2 separate regions of the Sus scrofa genome follow, and region 2 is linked to region 1. The links are chromatin contacts, called in public Hi-C maps. All regions are on one chromosome and are shown on one strand. Each heading gives the region's core, a stretch centred on a gene start, on an enhancer-like site or on the middle of the called end of the contact. The rest is flanking DNA. Distances are from core to core; before and after follow the strand shown. Region 1 holds the start of NCKAP5 (nck-associated protein 5). Region 2 overlaps NCKAP5 (nck-associated protein 5).

What was found. Hi-C and Micro-C count contacts between places; a contact is called where the count stands out from the background.
Region 2: a Hi-C map of liver shows a contact between it and region 1, with 6 times the contacts expected there. The contact joins the enhancer-like site here to the promoter of NCKAP5 in region 1. A contact is called at or near these places in 1 of 5 promoter capture datasets (liver) and 5 of 47 Hi-C or Micro-C datasets (brain, liver and skeletal muscle).

The regions. Positions count from the first base shown.
Region 1 is chr15:18,409,665-18,416,007 of Sscrofa11.1, reverse strand. NCKAP5 (nck-associated protein 5) reads right to left here and starts at 4,915. Exons shown (of 21, transcript XM_021075797.1): 1 at 4,172-4,915.
Region 2 is chr15:18,513,332-18,518,938 of Sscrofa11.1, reverse strand. The region is part of intron 1 of NCKAP5 (nck-associated protein 5); the gene reads right to left. Among named protein-coding and RNA genes, the nearest start is that of NCKAP5, 110 kb to the right of the region's middle. Within about 2 kb of position 2,213, at least 26 of the 83 cell types and tissues checked have an H3K27ac peak or open chromatin away from gene starts, as enhancers often do. A contact at or near this core is called in liver and skeletal muscle, where this site is marked.

The DNA.
Region 1 (6,343 bases), core at 3,666-6,165:
CCTAAGACCTATGCCACAGCTCCCAGCAATGCTGGATCCTGAACCCACTGAGGGAGGCCAGGGATCGAACCTGCAACTTCATGGTTCCTAGTTGGATTCGTTTCAGCCACACCATGATGAGAACTCCCAGAAAGATAAATTATATGCAGGATTACAACTAGAGGTGAGGGGGTACAAACTTAGGTTTCAGGAAGTCATGGGATAATATCTGGCTCTACCACTCACCAGCTCTCTGACTTGGGAAGGCACATTTTTTTTACTCAAAGCCTCTGCTTCTTCTCTGTAAACGGGAATAATGCCTACTACATTAAGATATTTTGCAGATTAAATGAGCTAGTGTATATGACATTTAGTGTACTGTATGACTCAGTAAATAATAATATTAAATATCCTCAGTAGATATCTTCAAAACATGATAGTAATAGGTAGTAACCAGAATAATCTCAGCCCTGACCAAGCTAACTGCAGCCACATGAATATACTACACATACCAGATACTAATTTAGTATTGGTGTAGGGTGATGAAAGAGCCAACAGCGTTCCTACCATCATGAAAATTATATTCAACAAGGGATGGAGGCAGATACTGGTGACTCCTCTCCCGTACTAAAGACTGAAAAACCTTAAGTTGCATTTCTCTGACTCTCTCACAGCTCAAGTTCTGCAGTGATCCAGATTTCACCCAGGAGGTCACCTCCTACTCAGTGGGATTTGAAAGTCAGAGGTAGATGCTCTATTTCTGCTGTTCCTGCCAGAGGGATAAGGTATTCTGCAATCTCTTTAGCAAAGATCCCAGGATCCTGTCCCTAGTTTCATGTGTTTCAAGATATGGAAACACTCATTTTGGTGGAGGAGATGACAGCAGAGGCAGTATGATCCTGCAACTAGCAGTGGTGGCATTGGCTTCCTGAACCCAGCTTTATATAGACTCCATCCCTTAGGGAGTCATAAATTCTGCTGTGTTGTTCTGAGCATTATCTCAGAAGCTCTTTCCGTCCCCTGACTCCTATAAGATTTTTATGTGCCACCTAAAACCAATGTGAAATCCCTTTCTGCTTCAACCAGCTTAAATGGATTGTTAATGAATCCAGACTAATATAGAGAAACAAATAATAGGAAGATAAACAAATAAACAAGACAAGGATTTATTGTAATAAGTGTTATAAAGAAAGAGTGATGTGGAGTTCCCATTGTGTGCAGCAGAAAAGAATCCTACTAGTAACCATGAGGTTGCGGGTTCAATTCCTGGCCTTGCTCAGTGGGTTAAGGATCCAGCGTTGCTGTGAGCTGTGGTGTGGGTAAGCAGCTGTAGCTCCAATTAGACCGCTCTCCTGGGAACCTACATATGCCAAGGGTGCAGCACTAAAAAACAAAAAGAAAGAAAGACAGAATGATGTAAGATGAGGGAAGATTTTTCAGATGGGGTGATCAAAGGTCTCCTTGACAAAATGAACCAAAGCAGCAAAAGAGGGGCTGAAGGAGGATTTAGAGAGTTCCAGTAAACATCCCAGGAGCACAGGCCCAAATGTGGAAAAGAGTTTATTGCATCCCATCCTCAGGAAGAACAGTAGCATGAGATTGGAAATTTGGGACAAATGGCACAAGATGAGACTAGAAAATTCATCAGGGACTACACCCTCTCAAAGTGTGGTCCACAGACTGGCACTGGTCTGCAAACTGTTGAGGATCCATGACAAGTACAAATTTTAAGAGCAAATGTTTAGAAATGCCATAGCAATAAGGTATTGTCACAACATTCAAGCAACACTTTTATCACATTTAGTAAAACTATTAGTCCAAAGCAACCTGGAAATTAACACAAAAACAAACCTGGTATGTGAGACAGTTTGAGAAGCATTGTTCAAACTTTTCCTGAAAAAGGCCAGATGCTAAATATTTCAGGCTTTGCAGAGCCATAGGGTCTCTGATGTGACTATTCTGTTGTGATAGTACCACAGCAGCCATAGACTGTGTCAGTGAAGGGGTGTGGCTGTGTTCCAATAAAACTTATTTATAAAAAAAAAATCATGGGGATCAGGTTTAACCTGACATGCTTAGTTTGTCAACCCTGTTCTGGTCCACAGGAAAGAGACTGGGTTGGGTTCTAAAGGCAACCAAACCACACAGACTATATATAAAATAGATAACCAACAAGGACTTGCTGTATAGCACAGGGAACTCTACTCAAATAATCTATAATAACCTATAGGGGAAAAGAATCTGAAAAAGGATAGATATAGACACAGATACTGAATCACTGTGCTGTACACCTAAAACTTACACAGTAAATCAACTATATCTCAACTAAAAATTATTTTCCAATTAAAAAATAATAGCAACACAACCCCACGCTTAATGGAGGGCTTCCCTCACTCTTGCCCCTTCTCATCACTGCCTATAATGATGTCAAGTCTTTACATCATTGCCTCAATACCAGAAAGGAAAGAATCATGGAGCTCCTCTCACTCCAATGCAGTCCCCTCCTCATGGCGCCCCTGACAGATGAGGTTTCTGTTTATGGGACTTGTGTTTACAGGAAGGTCCATCTTGACTATTACTTACATCCCCAAGGAATGACTTTGCATCCCCATTGACCTTGCATTAGTCTGGCGAACAACCCACAGCCCTTAAACACCAGAGCCTTCTCTTCTGCAGGACCTGGTTGGTCACACACACGTCTTCTGAGTCCTGACGTCACCTCTAGGACCCAATTTTCTAATGCAGACCACTCCATTTTCCTTCTTACAAAGTTATGGTTCTGTCCAAAGGGATTCTTGGGACGACGGCCCACCCCTGGCTCTGTGGACATGTCTGAAGTGGTTGTACTGGACAAGTAGCCACCACACGTGTAGCTTTGTTTGACTCTGGGCTCAGGCACAGCCAAGGGCAGGAAGGCCTTCTGTGTTCACACAGCACCCATTTCATAAACCTAACCCAACACCCATACAATAGGACGCCTTATCCTCTCCACACACGGAACATAGACCACTGTGTGTTGGGACATGCCGCCCCCCACCCCAAGCAGGTCTCTCACACGGAGAGCATAGCTGAGGCAGCTCGTTCTGAAATCTCTTTTATTTCAGATTTCTTTCATTGACTCAGGAACAACTTAATAGGTCAAACTTTGCTCTTGCCAGTTTCCTTAAAATATCCCTCTTGGGCCTACCCCCTCCCTCCCCCCACCTTGTTTATCTTGGCAGCAGGTAGCTCAAAGAGTTTTGGAAAGTCTCAGCTTGGCGTAGCCTCAGAGCTACTGGCACATTAAAGATTAATAAAGCACATTGAACTGAGCTCAGGACGTGGCAACATGATCCTTTGCAGTGAAATGTGCAAGGTTCTTTGTTCACAAGGAACAGCACTGAAGCCAAAAATCGCCTACCGTGACAAGCTAAGAGAGGAAATCATCAAGAACTTTGCATGTCTTTCATTGATAAATTGATGGGTAAGAATCAATACCCCTGCTCTGCCAAGCTCTTCCAGACCCTTCTCAGGATTTAACATGGGCATCGAAGTCCGACCCACAGAGCTTTTTACTGGGCTTGCAGAACCACAGAGGCAGGACAACCCCAGGTGCCTCCTTCTGGGATAAGACAAGATGATTCAGAAGAAAGCTGCCAGTTACCAGCTTCTCCAGTGAAAGTCAAGATAAAGCATGACATCCCCAAACATGTGGGGTTTGCTTGAAAGAGAATGCTTGTGTCTGACTAAATGTTAACCCAGAAGGAAGAAAACGACTTCTTCACATGCATAGGTGTGGGACTGGCAGCAGAATGGACAAGGCAATGTGTACGATGAAACTGAAAATGAAACAACCAAGCAGGGCAGACCTATGGGTGCAGAGGCTGAATTTATTTGCTATCACCCTCAGGACACCTGGACACAGGCAGCAAATACAGGGATAGATCCGCAGAGGCAAACATAGAAAAACGCATCCTTCTGAATTCTGGAAAAGCACTGGCAGACTCCACGTGCGTGCTGGTCATGCCCTGTGTCTGTTTACACATAGCCCTCCCCTCCCCTCCTCCAGAAAAATCACAGGCAAACTCTGCTCTCTGCAAATCAGAGCTCAGGAGCAGAGCGCTTACTAAGCCTGTTGGAAGCCCTTGCCTCCACACAGATAGAAACACTAAAGGAAAAAAAAGAGAGAGAGAAAGGAAAATTCTGTCCTTACCTAAAAGACATAGCAGTCAGTGACGGTGAATGGTTCCCTTTAGCCCACTCAGTGCTTTTCTTTTTCATTCGGTCAATGTTCTAAGGCTATTGAGGAGAGTTCCTGGGGTTTGCGGATCTTCCGTCGAGAGTTTTAATCACTGGCTTCCCCAGCCCGGGTTTAACAAACACCGCTGTGTTCTGTCAATATTTGTATGCGGCACCACATTGGGCAACCAGCCAATGCTGAGTTTCAAGAGGCAAGGGGAGAAAACTGACACCCTAGCAAACATGCTTCTCTCTTTTGTGTCTTTTAAGGTGGTGCTCAAAGTAGCATCTTTGATGCTGACAGGAACTAAAGATAGCCTCTTTGGGGGAACTTTCTCCACTGCCCCCCAAACGCCTGGCGGGGCTGCCCCAGCTAGGTTCCACAAAGTTTGTTTTTGGTCTCTCTGCCCTGAAGTTTCACTGCAGCACAATCGCCGGGCTTGCCTCTCCACCAGCTGCACTTTAAATGTATTTTAATTGGCTGGAATGTCGAAAGAATCCATTTGGCCGTCGTTTACATGTGAAGCACGCCCAGGGCAGCTGAAAGAGGCCCCAGAAGCGGCTGATTACTTCATCAAAAGCTGCAGTTTGAATACCATTGACTCCTACAGAACTACAGTGAACTCAATTCGATAGGCAAGAAGTAGTAATTAATAATTTGCTGAGAAAAATTCTTCATTCATCCCAAAGCCAAAAATGCAAAGGAAAAAAAAAAAATCCCTGCGGACAAAACTGTTCTTATGAAAGGCTTGATTGATAGCCCCCCACCCGCCCCCCCCTTCTACTCTTCACAAACATTGACTTTGTATAGCATTACAGGAGGGGGCATAATGCATAATTCGGTTTGCCTGGGAAGTTAATTTAAGTAATTTTCCTTTTGAATGATCCCTGGAGATACTTCATTCTGTTACCTCTTTACACATTAGCCATATGCTGCAATAAATATTGCCACTACTTGTGGCATTTCCTCGTTCCTTTGATTTTTTTTTTTTCCTGGTTGGTGGCAATAATTAGTTTGTGGCCTCTACTAAATTCAGTCACGAATAAATTCACTCTGAGTCAAAGTGGGTAATCATCACCACCCAGAATCTGTAAGCCAGAGTGAAGTTTAAAGCGCTCTGAAAAAAAAATGTCAGTTTCAACACATGCAAGTATCAAGGGGGATGGGGAAATATAGATATAGATATATATAGTATATGTTATATTTTACATATATACACAAATACACATACATATAGATATACAGATATATAAATATATACATATATATGTATGTGTATATATATATGCCTCAAAAAAAAAACCAAATGGAATCATTTTCAAGTACTTCTTTAAAACAAATTTACAATGTCGTGCCAACTTCTGCTGACAGCAAAGAGATCCAGTCATACACATATAAAGTCTTTTTCTCATATAATCTTCCATCATGGCCTAGCCCAAGAGCTTGGACTCAAGTAGTTCCTTACCAATATTTTGCTTAGAAGCCTTTTCAACATCCTATATAAATTGGGTTGACAGGTTTAGAACCCTGATAAGTGTACTTTGAAGAAGCATCCCAAGGAATCATGATTTTTACTCCTCATTAAGAACCCCTGGATTAGAGTCAGAGTAGGTAGGAAGATCTTGGCACCCCGAGGAATGTGAGCTAGAAAACATTTTCAAATTTGTTCTGATGCCTTTTCCTTACTTCAATAAAATTTTCTGTGGCTCATAACAAGATGGTACAAGAGAAAGAATGGTGTAGGCAAGTTGCTTGGGTCGATTTGTCCAATACCTTAGAGACTAGAACCAGCAGCACCCTACAGGAACAGGCTTCTTTCTAGGACGGCAGAGCAACAGAAGACCGGGAGACAGGATGAGTATCAGCCATGGACATTCAATCTGTAGTACCACAGCACAGAACCCAGTGCCCAGAAGAAAACAATGCTGGGATTAATCCTGTGCTGGCACCATCTTGAAGTTCTTTTGAATCAGGAGCCCTGGATTTTCATTTTGCATTGGGCTCAGCATATTATGTAGCTGATCCTGAGAAAGATAGCATAAATCTGATTTAGCACACAATCCAAATAGAAACATACTGAAACTATCACATTGAGGGTGTTGGTGACACCCTACTTTTATCTTGTCCAATGTTCTAACTTAGATT
Region 2 (5,607 bases), core at 964-3,463, 110 kb before region 1:
CCTCACTCAGTTGGTTAAGGATCCGGCATTGCTGCAAGATGTGACATAGGTTGCAGATGTAGCTTGGATCTGACATGGCTGTGGCTGTGGCTGTGGTGTAGGCCGGTAGCTGGAGCTCTGATTCGACCCCTAGCCTGGGAACCTCCATATGCCTCACGTGAGGCTCTAAAAAGAAAAAAAAAAAAAAAAGTAAAGAGAAGCTTCTATAGGCAAGAGGGGCCCCAAAGAGGGGTAACAGAAAAAAAAAAAAAAAAAAAAAAGCAAGGTGTGGTCAATAGAGACTCAGAAATAAAGCAAAAGCACACCATGCAAGAGCTGGGAACCTCCTTCCCAGTTCTCTCAATCTGTACCTGATGCAAAGCGCCTCCTTTAGTAACCCACTGCCTGAACCACCTGGCTTGCCTTTAGCCATCAACTGTCACATAATCACAGAGTGCCCGTCGATTCTCTAGCAAAAATAGTGAACTACAGAGATGTTAAGAAACATACCTGAGCCAAAGACAAAACAGGAACGTTCTCTCCTGACCACCTCCACACCTTTACCTACACAGCTCAGCTCCTGCAAGAAGGCTAGGAATCACACACAGGTCCTATTTCTTCTATAACCTGGAAGAACTGAAATGTGAAACGCATGCCAGGAAGAGCACAGGAGACTGAACTCCCAGCTGGACTTCAGCCACCCTCTTACTGGGTGACTTGGGACACATCATTCATTCCCCCTCCTCGTGCCTCAGGTTTTCTTCTGTAAAAGATAAGCTTGGGCTAATAGTTTTTGGAAGCTGTTTTAATAGCACATCCCTTTTTTAAAGTAAAATTTCACAGAAGGATTGAGCTGTAATATATCACACCATATCCAAGACAGTTTGCTCGGATGGAAAATTCTGGAGCTGACAAACACAAAGTAAGGTGCTGCCCACCGTGGAGCTTCTTGGAAAATAGCTGAATATTTTGGGAGCTTTCAGGCACCAGCTTCTTACAAATCTGAGACCAGAGGAAAAGGGAAAGTCAGTGAAGGCTGTCACTGCTCCTGTGAGCTGGTGACAGAGCAGCTGAGTTGAGGACTAGCGGGGTTTCCAGGAGTGAGTCATGGGGCTCACTTGTAGTAGGTAAGGGACTAACAGCCACTTGGAAATCTGTGCAGCAGCGCAGCCAGGGAACTGGATGGTAGGCAGGCATCAGCCAGGATTTGCTACTGATCACAAGGGGCTGAACTGTAGGTACTCAGGTGCAAACCCAGCAGCTAGAAGCTCTGCAACAGAAAGACAAATACATGGGGCTGGGAAGCAGAACTTCCAGGTGGCCCAAGGCAGCTGTGATGAGGAGCCCAGGTCCAGGCTTAGCTGCACATGAAGTCCACCCTTCCTATTCCCCAAAGAATGTATGGAAAGTTTGAAAGAGTTGGGAAGAAAGTGAAAGCCAGGATGAGGATCTTGCACCATGATCTAGCTGAGTGCCCAAGTTTGCTTTTTGCCAGTAATACATTCATTCAGGTTCCCAAATCAGAAGTCAGAACGGTCAACACCTTCCCAGATATTCACAGAGAAGAAATCCATATAGAAACGGTTTCAATTTCAAAACATTTGTCTACACTTTCGAATTCCCTGAGAATGAATGAGCTTAGGTGTGTGTGTGTTTGGCAAGAGGGTATAGGCAGGAGGGAAAGAGATCCTGTGAAAAATATGCACATATCAGAAATCTATAACCCACAGAAAGGATCAGAGACAAAGACCAAAAGCGAGTTCCCTTCCAGCACACTGGTTAATTAAAAATTAGTCTTGAGAGTTTTCTATTAAAATTCCTAGGTCAACCTAATAGTTTTCTGTATGGTTGGTTGCTTTCTATTAAAAAAAAAAAAATTCAACTTCTCTGCAAGGGCAAATGAGAATCAGGAATTCAGTATCTTGTTATCATCTGCCTCCTGTGTCTGTTCTCAGACGCCAGAGTCCTGTGCACCTACCGGGTCCACCTTAACGCTGTAATTACTACTTGGAACAAATGCATACTTGTTGTGGCAGTGAGAGAGCTGGGAGAAATACAGACACATCATCATCATCTCACTTTAAAAGGAAACCAAGCTGTATAAATAGGAAAAACTGTTACAAGATTTAAAAAAAAAAAAAAAAAACAACTGTCTGAGTCTTACTTGTAGTCAGCTCTGCAGTCAACACATATCACAGTCCTGGAGACAAACACAGGAACTGCAACCACTCTCCCCAGCTCCACATTTCCTCTCGAGTTTATCCTCTGTTTATTTGTGAAGCATGAAAAGGCCGGGCTCAGAGAACAAGCGCAGTTTTCCAGAACAGCCCAAGCAAAGCAGCCACAAAGTTCCTGCAGCGAATTCAGAGCAAGTTTGCGGAGACTCCGCTTCCCCCGGCGGCTGCGGCTCCGTGGTTGCTCCGAGCTTGTAAATACAAGCTCCGTGGACAAAGTCCCAAATGACATCACTGGCAGCTGCTTATTGTTGAGTCTTTATTAACTGACTGTCAAAAAGAAAGGAGGGGGTGGGGAGCAAGAGTATCTTTTCGGCAGCAAAAATCCGCATCTCGGAGCGGATTCCAGTGATACAAGCGTAAATAATCCCACTGATGCAGATTTTTCAAGAGCCTGCTTTTCCTCGGGTCAGATCCTTTCTCCTGAAAAAGGCAGAGAATTGCCTCCACCAATTGACGCTGGCTAAACTGAAGCCTCGAAGGGGAAGTTTGAGATGCCAGCGGGCCCCTAACAAGTTGTTACCCACCTGTTTCCAGTCTGCTTCAGTTTGCTGTTTCAGGAATAAATGAATAATAGTTATGTCTTATTGCCTAACAACTTCTATATATATATATGTATATATTCACATATACACATATATATATATTTCCCTCTCTCTCTCTCTCTCTCTCTCTATATATATATATATATATATATACCTGGCTGGGTTTTTTTTGTTTGTTTTTGTTTTTTTCCTAGATAGCTTGACTAAAAGAAGAATACTTTTTAGGAATACTTTGAATTTTTTCAACTTGGGGTAGAAGGGAGAAATCCCTGAAATGTAGCCAAAATTGTGTGTCTGTCTGTCTGTCTGCAAATCAGAGGGTTTTCTGAGTGCTGAAAGTCTTCCTCAGATTCTCAAAATTTGAATGACCTTCCCACCCCACACCCCATCATGCCAAAAATCAAACCATCAACAACTTCTGCCAACTATCTCCAATCATCTTGAGCACTGTCAGCCGCACCCACTTCCAACTAGCCAATTAGAACTGGGCACTTCCCCTGGCTATTTTCCACTCTCTCCAGGAATCTCTTTCCTGTGAACTGGTTCTTACTCCTGGTGTTTATGGTTCTCTCCCCCGCGCATCCCCAGCCCCCATCAGAATAATCCAGAAATCCTACACCAGGTCTCTGCCATGGAGCTCAGACACCCTAGCTCATTTGCTGTTTTCCTTCCTTCCTCTGAACTGCTGTAATGATGCTGACTATTTATTTGCTGCTTTTTATATACTGACTTGTATTTTTAGCTTGTTTTTTTAGCCATCTGTGTTCTGTCTCCCCAGCTCAGTTTGAAAGGTCTTTGAGGGCAGCTATTGTGTTGTATTATTTGTTTATACCCAAACCTCCTGCCATAGTGAATCTTAAGCAGAAATGGGGGGAGAGGGGGCCCAGAGGGCCTTAGGGCAGAGACTGGAACAAGGTCAGGGGAGTCCATGAAATGGGGTGTGTGTTCAGATAAGCACTTTCCCTACCCTTGAAAAACAATGACCTCACATCTTACTGGTCACCATGTCAGGCACACCCAAAAAATATAGTTTTAAAGAGCAGTGATAGATTACTGATTTGGTAGGGCATCAAGGCCCCCATATATTCCACTTTTGTGTAGGAATCAGTTCAAGACAGTGCACATCTTACATGCCACTAATGGGTTTTAAACAACCCAATATTTATGGAAAGCAAATTAGAATTATCTAAAAAAATTTTTTTGAAGTTCAACCCTTAAACCCAACAATTCCACCTTTCCAGAGTGATCCCAAAAATAGGCTCACAAAAGAGCCTAAGGCTATAAATTCAAGAATATTCTTTGCAGCATTATTTGTAAAGCAATAGAGTGGAGACAACTTAAATATTCATCAATATGAGAAAAAGCAAGTTATACAAACTATGGTATGTGTATGAAAAACTTAGGAGGGGTTGAAAAAAATTAAGGTAACTGCAAAAACTGACATGGAGAGAAGTAGGAAGGAGGTTTTTGAATAACTAATGCAAATTGTAGCATATGATAGGAGGAATTATACACATTATGAGCAGTAGTATCCTTGGGAAGTAATATAAGGAAACTTTCACTTGTGTGTCCTTCTGTGTGGCTTGACGTTTTTTCAATGAGCATTTTTGTTTTTGTTTATTTTCTATGGCTACACCAGTGGCATATGGAAGTTCCTGGGCTAGGGATTGAATCTGAGCCTTAACTGCAGCAATGCTGAATCCTTTAACCCACTACTCCAGACTGGGGATAGAACCTGAGCCTACATAGCAACCTGAGCTGCTGCAGTCAGGTTCTTAACCCACTTTGCTAAAGCGGGAACTCCATATTTCATTTCTGTTATTAAACAATAATAAAAGTACATGATTGCATAATTTTTGAAATAAATCACAAGGAAAAACCTAGCTATTCCTTCAATAAATGTCTGACACATAGTAGGTGCTCAGTAAAGATCTGTGGATTAGATGCATAGTTGTGGAGTTTCTACGAGAATATAGCAGTCCGTGAGGATGGATTGGGCTAAGAAGGTAGGAGAACCAGGCACCGAGTTTTTATTCCTGATGGGATGACCGAACCCCCCCTTCCCTTACATTTAAGAGCTGACTTGAAAACCTCTTGGACTGTGTCCACTTTAAGAAATAATTAAAGTTAAGTGCTCAGAACATGAAGTGCTGACCTTTCCCTTGTCCAACTGCTGTTTGACAAACGGAGTTGGAAGGTAAGACACGTGAGAACCACTTTGGTAGAGTTCACGGGTTGCCAGCAGGCACTAGAGGGAAAGTCAGGAACCTGGGAAGTTCTCCGGTTGGCCCAGCTCCTTGTCATGGCTGGTCGAACATTAAGGAGGCCTCCAGGGGGAGGTTAGGAAAGTCTAATCCACAGAGAGTCTTTGGAGCTTTATTAAAGAGGGCCTCTTTAATAAAGGGCTTTGAAATCAGTGGTCTAAAGTGAAAAAGGCACCAAACACAGCCCCTGCAGACAGCTCCCCAGGCCTCCATAGTGGAAGCTCACAAGCATAAACCCTATATCTTGAAGGTGAAAAAAAAAGTCCAAGGAAAAGAATGATGGAAAATTTCCACCCAGGTAAGATAGCTTTCTCAAAGCACCATTTCCATTCCTCCGGAGAAAACACACTGGAGTCTTGTCTTACTTCCCAATGAGAAGATATTTTAGGTCTGTAATCATTTCAAGAAGAAAAACAAAAAAGCACAGCCCACATTTTCTGCCTGTTTTTATTGTGCTATGATCCACATATCATAGGAACCTGAGGCCAGATTCAGTTTAAAGATGCATTTGGAGCCCCTTGGGTGTGATAGGTCACCCTTTCCCAGCTGAGACTTAAAGACCAGGGCAGCATTTAACCTGATTTG